Regions from separate parts of the Mus musculus genome. Here region 2 is linked to region 1. A link is a contact called in public targeted proximity ligation data. All regions are on one chromosome and are shown on one strand. The core of a region is the stretch at or near the end of the contact, and the rest is flanking DNA. Distances in the headings are between cores, read along the strand shown.

Region 1 (5,812 bases), core at 1,941-4,440:
AAGCTGCCAGGTAGGAGAAGGAAGCTGCCGCCTGTTTAAACAACTGACACCCCAAAGGCCCCAGTCAAAGTGGGGTTTGTTCCGGTGAGGCTCCCAGGGGGATGACATATTTGGGATCCAGTTTCAACTAAAAATCACACAGAGACTGTGGGGGCTGAGAAGGTGAAGAGGAGGCTTAGGGTCCAGGGGCTTAGGAGCTTTTAACACTGAGTGGGCTCCAGAGAGAACCCAAAGCCAGAGGCTGTGGTAGTGGTACAAATAGCAGCAGGTCTCAGGTGGCTGTGTCTCTTTGTTATCTCTTGGGCTGTCTGGGGCCTGGGGTCCTTAATACCTGGCCTGTGAAGAGGGTTTGCAATCAAAGTGCTACTCTTTGGGTTTGGTGTTCCCCATGGCCGGCTGAGGCATTGCTCTGGTCTTGGCTACTGCTCTTATCTCGCCTCTTCTTCAGGTGGGTGCCGACTCTCCAGCTGCAAGGATGTTCTGGTCAGACAGGCGCTATCTGAAATGAGCAGGGAGGGGGCCCCTGGAGGCCTCCAAGCCCACGATTCTAGGTCATCTCCCGCAACATCCAGAGATTGGAGTGGTATTTATAGCTGCCAGCGGCCACTGAGGGTGGAGAAGCCAGCACGAGCTATGACGCAGGCCCGACCCCCCTCACTGCCATCCCTCACTCCAGAGCCTTCCTGGGATGTGCAGGAAAGGACTGTGCCTGCTGAGGAAGCAGGCTTTGTCACATTACCGCCCTGAGTCCCGAGGGAGATGAGGTACTAGGGTTGGCCTAGCAGGAGCCTCAGCCTCTCTGGTCTCACCAGGACCTTGTCTGGCCCGAAGAAACAGGATGGGAAGCCTATTAGCGCTCACCTGCCCTGCTAGCCTTATATGCATGTTGCCAGTCGCTCTTTCCTTGAAAGATTTGCCCCCTGAAGATAGGGTTCACTGACTTCTTATCCTGGTGAGGCTCCTCTCTCCACAATGGGCAATAGCCCCAGGTTGACTGAAACGGGGCCTGCCAAAACCCTGCTACCACCCCTGCTCTGGTCTTGCCAAGTGGCAGCAGAGAGCCCCAGCTCCTCCTCCTGCGGCACCAAGGGAATGAAACCACAGAAGTGACAGTGTGACAAGACTGGGCACCTGACTATCAGGGGCAAGGCCTCTTGAAAGGAAGGTATCACTACACAGGCTGGGCCCTGCCTCTGCCCAGCCTTAACCTATCCTGAACAAAGTGGACCATGAGTTCTGTCCAGGTCCCACATGGGCAGCTTTGTGCTGGAGGCAGGTGTCCTGCTCCCCAGTGCCTCTGATTTTCAGCCTGCTGGTTGCTAAGAGTCCTGGAACCTCTATCACAGACTAGGAAGAAGTAGGCAGAGCCAAAGCTTTCTCCCCAGGAACGTGCAATGTAATAGAGAAGGTGAAGCCCATACCAGAAACCTGCAGAAAGTAGGCCACAGGCTGAGCTGATCTACCATCAGGACTGGAGTTTGGGGGAAGTTGGGGACAGGTACCCAAACAGACCTTACAGACAACAGCAGAAGCAGCACATGAAGCAAGGGGGCCAGGAGAGGACAGACTCTCTGGCCAGGGGCAGTTGGTGGGAACCATGGACAGGAACAGAGCCCGGCACAGAACCAAGAGTTAGGACATAGAGGATGGTCTTGGTGATCATGGCAGGATGCAGGACGTCGGGCACTTGGTAGAAAGCCAATGCCTGAGAGTTTTAATTTTATTTAAAGGCCACTTAGGAACCATGATATGCTTTAGAAAAACAAAGAAACTATTGGAAGTGTATATGATGGGGGAGGGGTGCACACATTTCCTAGCATGCCTGTGGAAGTCTAGGACAACTTTGTGGAGTTGGTTCTGCCCGTGGGTTCCATCAGACTCTTGTTTGTGTGGCAAGCGCCTTTGCCTGCTGAGCCATCTCATTGGCTAGCCCATGCTAAGTTTTTGAAGAAGACAGTGAGCGGTTCCTAAAGCAGTGTATGTAGTTTACACTGCCAAGCATCAAGCATCCTGCCGTGTCAGAGTCTGCTCTCAACACTCCACAACATTGAAATGGCTTTGTCCCACTGTCCCTCAGCCCACGAGGGAAGCGCTGTCATCAGTGTCAGCCGGTTACTGATGGGGAAATGGTCACTGACTCATCTGACTTGTCATAGGAAGTGGCTAGCCCCTCCCGGACTGCACTCCGAAGTCTTCGCCCAGTGGATGGCTGAGAAATAGAGTCCCTGGGCCAGGGCCAGGTCCAGCCTGTGCTCCACCCAGCAGTAGGGGCCCTCCAGGCACTGCCCCTTCTCGGAGGCCTCTGTAACTTGTGATGAGTCCAGCTTTGTCCTACTGTGGGAGGGATAAGAGGGAGTGTGAAAATAGAAGTTGTGGCCTGAGGTCAAGAGTTTTCTCCTATAGGCCCTTCTGCTCTCCTAGCTCAGGCAATGGAGGAGATATGGAATGGCCTCCCAAGCCTGGAAGGACACCTGAGCAGCATCCCAAGGCTCTCTCCCTAAATGCCAGAGTTGACCAGAGGGCTCCTCTATCTCATGGCTCTCAGACATTTTTGAGCACTTAGTTCAAAGCCTAGGGATATATACAGCAACTAAACCCTGCTCTAAATGACATGGAGGGCCAGGCTCCAGAGACCTGCCTGCCGTGATCACCTCCCTTCATCTGGGGTCCCCTCAGATAGCACAGAAAGAAGGAGAGCCAAGCAAAGGAGAGACTGGGCCATAAAGCTATTGGTGGTCCCATGTTACACAGTTGGGGGGTGGAGGGTGGGTGCTGGCCCTTTGAGTCACCAGAGCTCTGTAGAGCAGCTCCCTGGGGAAGGAGCTCTGCTTGCCATCATTTGATCCCTGCTGGCTTTGAAGATGACTTGGGAGTGGCTGAAACCCAAGAGCCAGAGCTTCTGGCCTGTGCCCTAGATGGCTGTACTGCCCAGGTGGTGGCTCTCCAAGGCACACACAGCTCTGAAGGCTTTCTCTAACCTTCGAGCAGCATGCACTCAAGCAGACCAGATCCGAGGGCTGGTCTACTGCCTGAGGAGGTGGGGCTGAACGTGGCTCAGGGTAGGCTGGGCCCAAGGGGTGGGGGGTTCCCAGAGGGGAGGTGTCATACTTGGCGTGCCCACTTAACACCTCATTAACGACCTCATTAGGGATCCCCTAAGGAAGTGGAAGGTGCTAATTCTTCTCTGAGGTGTCACCAGCACCAGAGACTGACAGTCTCCTCTGGAGGAAGTTCTGAGGAGCTGAGAATGGGGTAGAGCTGAGATCTGGTGAACTTCCCTGCAGGGGGCCATCTGGGAAGCCAAGAACTCCCAGCATGCAGCCCCAGCAAAAGGAAGGCTTCGGGGAAGAGCAGTGTGGTGGAGGAAATCTTGGACTGGGTGGGGCGCAAGAGGAGGCCTCTGTCCTCAGGGCGTGCTGAGTTTGGGTGGGGAAGAGCTCTGCAGTATGACAACCTGAAACTCAGTTGCACAGGCAGATAGGTACACAGCTTTCTCATAGGAATGTGGATTTGGCGTGGTCTACAACCTTGTGGCCTTGGGCAGGAGCTCAGTAGTCCCAGCTGTCCCCTCTAGAGAGATGACATTCCTGCCTCACTGACTTGTGGGTCCAAGGAGTCCAAGGAAACAACTCTGGTAGTTTCCTCAGAGATACCACCAGCCCTACCTGAGAAGAGGTCACTCAAGGATTGGGGCCAGTGCAGGTCTGCCTGCCACTGGGAATGGATGGCCAGGGACTTTCTGTTGCAGGGCAGCAGACTTGGTGCAGAGGTAAAGGTTCTGCACTCACTGCAGGAAACTGAAGAATGAACCAGAATGGGAACAAACCTTGAGCCACTGGCTCTGCAAGTGCTCACCTGCTCCTCCCAGCCCCTCCTCCTCCAAGAAGGGAGTGGCTTCACTATCTCATTTGCATATAAGGAAACTGAGGCTCAGAAAAGCAATGATCCAGAACTGGAGGGAAGGCGGAGGTTGCTTCTTGGGGCAGCCTCCAGCTCTGTGTACTTGAAAGAGGGAGTGGTCAGGAGATCCAGTGGGGTGAGCTGTACTGCAAGGGGTGGGAGGAGACTGGCTGCATGCCTAATGCCACCTGCCTGCTCCAGCCCAGCAGCTCCCAGGGGAAGAGTGCCACCTGAGGCCAGCACGGCCTGCCTGAGCTCCCTCCAGGCCACCTCTGCCCAAAGAACTGAAACACGTACGAGAGGCCTATGGGAAGAAAAAGATCTCTAAGAAAGAATTCAGAAGTAAAGCCCGGCCTGGCCAGAGCTAGAGGGACCTTTCACCTTCAGGAACTCCCCCTGCCCAGGACAGAACGTGGAGAGTCCGGTCCAGGCTGCTAAAGAGAGGGTCCTGCCGCTCTCTCTGGCCCTACCTCCCCCATTCCTCAGCAGCCAGCAGCCCTCTCAGAACAGCCAGCAGGAAGCGAAAGGCCCCAATTGATTCCTGGGGAGTTGGCTGGTGTCAGTGGCAGGGCCTGGTGGCAGATGGCAAATTCTTTTCATTGAAGAGGAGTTGGAAAATAATTAGCGTGAGAACGAGAAGTGGAGCTGGTGATAAATGGAGCCTGGTGAGCGACGGCGGGGCGACGGCGGGGCGGGGCTGGCCAAGCACGCGCTCCGGAGCCTTATGCCTGCCTCCAGCAGTCACTGAACTGAGTGACCTTGGGCTGGTTACCTGAACCTCTCTGAGCCTCCGGTTTCTTCATGTGTTAGAAGTATGAAAGAGGGATTCTGTAACTGCTTGATACCACAGCTAACAGCACTAAACACTACATAATTAAAAAAAAAAAACAAAAAGAAAGAGAAAGCCATGTGGCTGAGTACTTGTTGGAAGCATATGTCTGGTTCAGTGCAGGTGGCCATAGGTCACCCTAGTGGTACGGTTGGTTTCTCACTGCCCCACTCCTGTGACTCCAAGCCTGATCCCTAGATGGTGCTTTTATAGGAAAAGGTCTCTGGTCACAAACCCTACAGAACAACCGGACCGGCTTCACAGCATGACTCGTGATGCAGACAGGCAGACTAACCTGGAGGGCTATAGTGAGGACCCCTAATGCTGAGGGGTAGAGGAAGTGAAACTCTCCTTCAGGGCTATGGGTTGGGGTGAGAATATGTCAGGTGTCTGTTAGCCTCAGACCCTGGCTGGGGGACAGAAGCCCGACTTTCTCCTGGTCTAGCTGCCTGAGGCACATCATCTATGCTTCCTGGGGCCAGGCATTTGAGGACCTCTCTCCTGCTGAAATTCTGCCCCGGCCCTGGGCAGACTCGGCTCTGCCTTCTGCTCCAGCACAGCTGATGTGTGAAAAGCAACAGCTTTTGGGCCCCTAACTTGGGTTGAACACGCCCGGGCACAGGCTGGTGGCGCACGCGGCCCTCAGCCCACGCAACTTTCTGTCACCTCCTTTGCTACCATCTCCCTTCCTGTGCTTTCAAAGGCCAGCCCCTTGGCCACCCTGCCCAGGTGGGCTGCAGGCCTGGAAATGAGAAAGGCAATACTTCCTCAGGGATTCTGGCCCTGGTGTATGTGTGTGTGTGTTTGTGTGTGTGTGTGTGTGTGTGTGTGTGTGTGTGTGTGTGTGTGTGTGAGCCTGAGAAGAAGGCATCAGCCTGACAGACAACACAGGCTGCTGCTGTTGGTCCTCCCTGTGGGGTCTACAGATGTCAAGGTCTTCAGTCTATCCTGAGGACACTCCCTGTGGTTCCTGGCAGCGCTAGGATGTGAGTAGACCTGCGGGTTCTACTACAGTGACCACCTCTTGGAGACCTGAGCCATGCTCAGGCCTATGGCAAGCCCTGTAGGTTGGCACCCATCTGT
Region 2 (5,812 bases), core at 1,123-3,622, 200 kb before region 1:
TTTGTCCCTAGAGTTGCTCTTTTCAGAGTATTTTGTCACAACAACAGGAAAAGAAACTGAGACAGTGGCTAAGTTCAGACACTAAGGCTGCCCGTTGACATGCACATGCATGCATACATACATTTACACACACACACACACACACACACACACACACACACACACACACACATACACACACACACACCATCTGGCTGGGATGGTTTGAATATGCTTGGCCCGGGGAGTGACACTATTAGGAGGTGTGACCTTGTTGGAGTAGGTGTGGCTTTGTTGGGGTAGGTGTGTCATTGTGGGAGTGAGCAGCCTTCAGAAGAAGATGTACAACTCTCAGCTCCTCCTGCACCATGCCTGCCTGGACACTGCCATGCTCCCACCTTGATGATAATGGACTGAACCTCTGCACCTCTAAGCCAGCCCCGGTTAAATGCTGTCCTTATAAGACTTGCCTTGGTCATGGTGTCTGTTCACAGCAGTAAAACCCTAACTAAGACGCCACCTCTCTCCAGAGTTTTCCCCTAACCCAGTAGATGGCCTTTATCTACTGGTGCTTGGCTAAGTGGTTCACAGTAACCTCCATTTTCCAGGAGGGACTGGAAACACATGCCCTGTATCAAGTCTCATATGTATTCAGTGACAAAGCCAGAGCTTGTGTCATGTCTGAGCTCATGATTCTGAGCTCAGGCTTTGACCTCTTCTCCAGGGGTGCCTTTGCTCTTTGCCCTAAGTGGGCCCCACCAGTGGCAGTCGCAATCTTACCATGTTTCATGTATGGAGCACCCATGAGCCTCTTTGTTGGAAAGCTGGGAGCTGCTTATTGGAGGCAAGGCTGCGTGCGTTCAGTCCTCTGGCCCGGTAACAGAGTCATGACTTTGGAGGGGGAGAATTCAGTGGGCCTCAGTTTGTCCTGAAGCCCTCCTAGACCATGATAACTTCTGAATCCGGAGTAAAGTGTGCTCGTGATCCCTGGTGCTGGTGGGGCTGATGTGGGATGTAGTAGGATTTGTTTCATGTGCCTGGCCCATATATGTGCTTATATCCTAGGCAGCACAGCCCCTTTCCCTCGGTCTTCCTTTTCTTCTGGTATCCCAGAAGAGAAGCTCACATTCTTGTAATAGCTAAAGGTTGGAAATCTACAGGCTGGCTGTTAAGCCCTGCTGTGTTAAAAGTTAAATTATTTAGCTGAGCAGTGGTGGCACATGCTTTTAATCCTAGCACTTGGGAGGCAGAGGCAAGTGACTTGAGTCCAGTATGGTCTACAGAGCAAGTTACACAGCTAGGGCCACACAGAGCAACATTGTCTCAAAAAATACCAAAACAAAAACAAAACCCAGAACCAAACAACATCAACAACAAAACCAACCAACCAAACAAACAAACAAAAACTAAAACAGTATTTAAGGTTCCCATTTGGGACACTGAACTGGCTGTTTGCAAGTAGCCATGATGGTGGAATTGGCAGATACTGAGCAGAGTTCTTCTCCACCCCTGGAGATCCAACTGTCACAATGTTTACAAGACTGAAAACCAACTTGAGGCTTGCATGCTGTTAACTGAAGTCTCTGCAGAGCTGGCCGGGAGCCTTTAGACCACAGCTTGCAAGTAAGTACCAGTGTTGCCCCTTCCTTTCAGCAGGTGTTGAACCCCTATCACCAGTCCTAAGTCACATACTTGACTAAGATAAGAAGTGACAGTGTAAAGAGGAAAGACAGCTCATCAAAGCCAACAAACAGGTCTGGTTGGAGCCTCAATTTTAACCACTGCTATGGTTATTGGCCATGTACCAAGAGCCCCAAGCTCATGGGGGAATCTGGGAAATTGTAAGAGGTAATGTGTGTAAAAAGGCTTAGGACAGATTTAGCTGGAGCAGAATATAGTAAAGATTAATTTACCAAGAGGCATAAAAGTGGGATCAGGATCCACCCAAGTGGAATCGCAACTATTTTGTTTCTTTTCCTTTTGGGGGGGGGTGGTGTTTTGTTTTGTTTGTTTTTTGAGATCTCTGGCCAGTCCAGTTGCTTTGCCTGTCTAAGCCTCTTGTTCCCCAGTGAAGAGAGGATAATAATAGCTACCTGGAAGAGCCGCTAGGAGGCTGGAGATAAAAGATGTAAAGTATCCACCGTGAGAAGTGGATACTTTGTAAATGGGAGAGATTGTCCAGGATTATCTTTTATTTCACATCAGTTAGACAAGCAACTCTTCGTGGTCTTGTCCAGGCAGCGTGGGACAGAGCCATGGAGGAAGGGCCAAATTTGTGCTATGCCTGGACTTCCCTTCCTAGACAGGTCAGCCCCTCAGTGGGCCATGGTTTGAGAAGGACTTCAGAGGCTTGGGACGCTGTTGCTAGGTGCTGGTTGCTAAGCAACACTCTGTTTCTTCTAGCTTGGCCATCTCCACCTCAGGAGGGCCAGCTTCTCTTGAGCAGCTCCAGCCTCTTGTGGCCTCTGCCGACCTCAGAGCTTGCTGCAGAGGGTAGGTGAGGGTGGGGCCTACTGTGTAGGGCCCCAGGAGAGCAAAGTCAACTTCCACAGGGAGGTGGGCGGGGGGAAGGAACTGAGTAAGAGATGGGGTGGGGGCGGGGCAGGTCTGGCAGGAGAGAAAGCTCAGGCAGGCGGTCATTTGGTCATGTACTCTCTAAGAAGCACATATAGGAGGTCAGACCAGAGGACTAGGAATTGGAGACCTCTTGTTAAGATCTTCAATTCATTTCTCAGCATCGTTTCTTGGCTCTAAAGTGGGGGCATTCGAATGTTGGTAAGAGACATGCCAGTGTGAGAGTTGAAGATGGGTTCTTTGTTTGACTTGGGATGCAGTTTCCAGAAACGGGAACAGGGCCTGTGAGGATGACTCGGGCCTCTGAGGGGGTGACTGTCATTGCAGAGGTTGAAGCCTGGGGTCAGGACTCACGAGATCTCCTGGGTTTCTTTTCAGGCCCGTGGGGCCCCTGCCTCACACATCATGATGGGGAAACTCCCTCTTGGGGTTGTCTCTCCATATGTGAAGATGAGTTCGGGGGGATGCTCTGACCCTCTGAAGTTTTATGCTACCAGCTACTGTACAGCCTATGGTGAGGACTCCTCTATGGGGTGCTACCTTCAGGACCCTGTATGGGAAGAGGGACCAGGAGAGGCACACACTCTAGGTCAATCTGAGCAGAGAGTGACCTGCCACATAGAGTGGCTCCATTCCCTGAGCCCAAGGCTCACACAATCAAGCTGGCCTTGTCTGGCTGTCCCCTTCCTTGGTCCTGTCACTGAAGTATGTCTGCACATGGCTCCTGTGACCCCATGCCACTGGCTCTGTTCTCTGGCATCATAGTCCTCCACGGGCCAGGCCTACACAGCTCCCAACACCTGGGTTGTTAGGAGTTCCCCTGGCTTAGGGTTCCTTAGGCCCTGGTGGCTGCTGGCTCTGCTTGGGAAGCCACTCCTCACCCTTCTGGTGGCCTTTGGTCCTGTTTCCTTCTTGCCCCTTGGCAGGTCGGGAGGAGTTTAAGCCCCGCCTGGGAAGCCATGTAGGCACAGGCTACAAATCCAACTATCGGCCCCTGGTCTCCTACCAACCGCACCTGGACACCCTGGACAATCCTGCCATAGGGTACAGTTTCCATTACTCCTTGTCTCCCTCCTCTGCTCTGCTGGATCTTAAATATTAGAGATGTCATTGCCCCAGGCTCCAAAGCAAGGCCTGAATGGCTCTGGGCATGCTGCCCAGTTTTGGCCCCGGGGCCAAGAAGGACTCTTAAAACATTTGGGAGAAGGATGGGAGATGATGCTCCTGGGAATAAGTACTGCAGCCCTCAACCCCAGAACAAAGAAGGTGGCCCTGGGGGGCCCATCTCTTGCTTCCTCCCACCCCTTAGGCAACAAATCCGAGACACTTCCAAGTCTGTGACCAGTCAGAGCTACTCTCCCCTAGAAGTGCCCGATGGTAAACAACCCCTGCCCTGGAACCTGCACCAGACAACCTCCAGCTACGGGCGAGAAAAACTCAACCCTGGACCACATTCCAAGGAGGTCAGTGCTGGGTCCAGGCTAGACAGGAGTGAGCCCCAGGATGTGTGCAGCAAGACAGGGAGGGTGGGTTCCTCTAGCAAGCTGAAGTAGCACCTCTACCCATTGCATAGAGCTGAGAAGACATAGCCTGGAGGAGCCAAAGTGTAGGGTGAGGGGTCGCTCCCCACTGTGGTCCTGTCTTTATCCCGATATCCCCACTGCCACTCCCTCTCCCTGCAGCCGTGTCAACACCCTCACCCCTACTCCATCCTCACAGATACCAGGATCCTAGTCATACATTCAAACCCTTTGCCACTACCCTCATTGCCTCGAGGTCACTGTCACAGTCACCCCGACCTCTTCACTTCTGTCATCATTGTTACCACCATTCAAGTCACCTCCATGGTCATGAGGATAGGTAGCCATGCATCCAAGCAATGTCCTCTGAATACATTGCACATTTGGAGGGAGTGGGCTTAGGCTGTAGCTCAGTGGGTCTCACACTTGCTGAACACATTCATGAAGTTCTGAGTTCCATCCCCCAGTGCTTCATAAACCAGACACAGTGGTCTATGCCTGTAATCCCAGCGCTGGGGATAGGGAGGCAGCAAGATAACAAGTTCAAAGTTATCCTTAGCTACACATCAAGTTTAAGGCCAGCCTGGGCCACATGAGGCCATATCTCAATGTAACTAATGACGACGATGATAGCAGGAGATATGGTTAAGGGTGTTTTCTGCTTTTCCAGAGGATGTGAGTTCCTTCCTGGGTCTCCAGCTCCTGGGTATCTGATGCCCTCATCTGATCTTTGTGGCATATACAAGCTCAGACACATAAAATACTAACAAATCTCCTTTTCTCATTTTTGGTTTCTTTTTTTCTTTCTTTCTTTTTTGTTTTTGTTTGTTTGTTTGTTTGTTTATTTGAGAACAGGGTTCCTCTGTGTAATCCTGTCTGTCCACAAACTAGCTATATAGCAACGTAGACCAGGCTGGCTTCAAACTCACAGAGATCTTCCTGCTTCTGTCTCCCATGTGCTGGGATTAGAGGTGTGTGCCACCACAGCCTGGCTAATATATCTCTCTTTTTTTTTTTTTTTTTGAATCCAATTCTTTTTATTTACATATGTGTATTATCATGTGGGCTTTAAATATATCTACCATTTTCACATTATAATACCCAGAAAGGCACATGATATGTTAATTATGCATTAGCAATGGCTAACAGTTACTGGACACTGACTGACAATAATATATCTCTTAAATGTAAAATAAAATTAAAAATGTTGGAAGGGGTAAGAGCAGAGAGAAATACAGCTCGGAGGAAGTGGGGGATGAATCAGAAGCCCAAAGACTGGGAAAGAAGTTAGCATGGAAACACTAGGCAAGGTTCAAAAGAGGCCATTCCTCTAGCCACAGCTACCTAAGGGATATGTGTTCCAAGCAGTGTCTGCAACAAAGTTCAAAGGCCCTGGGGGGGGAGTTCCTGGTTGAGGGGCCCAACAAGGGTTTAAGTGCCTGCAACAGTCTGAGGACCCAAAGTCCCCATGGGCTGCTGTCAGGGTATGAGAATCACCACGAGCAGGATGTGGGGCCCCTCTGATGTCACTGTAATAGACTCACAGACTGCCTGCCATGAAGGTGCTCTGTAGCAGTGGAGGACAGAATGTGACTGGCACTCTCTCTCACGGGTTTTCACTCCTCCAGGTCAGGAAGGTCCACTTCGACACCCAGGATCACGGGCCTCAGACTATCACAGGACTGGAGCCCAAGGAGGTTCCCCTGATCCACCAGCAGCAGGGCAAGGGCTCCACGGAG

Evidence for each region.
Region 2: a contact with region 1 is called in a targeted proximity ligation map of embryonic stem cells, with 3 times the contacts expected there. A contact is called at or near these places in 5 of 39 promoter capture datasets (cranial neural crest, embryonic stem cells, frontonasal cranial neural crest and 2 more), 51 of 484 Hi-C or Micro-C datasets (the AML12 cell line, B cells, the C2C12 cell line and 32 more), 7 of 130 datasets of targeted methods (embryonic stem cells, epiblast stem cells, forebrain and 2 more) and 3 of 9 other capture datasets (adipose tissue, embryonic stem cells and liver).

The regions. Positions count from the first base shown.
Region 1 is chr19:10,276,214-10,282,025 of GRCm38.p6, reverse strand. All of the region lies in intron 1 of Dagla (diacylglycerol lipase, alpha), which reads left to right. Among named protein-coding and RNA genes, the nearest start is that of Gm30042, 11 kb to the left of the region's middle.
Region 2 is chr19:10,479,488-10,485,299 of GRCm38.p6, reverse strand. Ppp1r32 (protein phosphatase 1, regulatory subunit 32) reads left to right here and starts at 2,372. Exons shown (of 14, transcript NM_133689.2): 1 at 2,372-2,472; 2 at 2,932-3,067; 3 at 3,480-3,597; 4 at 3,863-4,016; 5 at 5,702-5,812. The coding sequence starts at 2,959.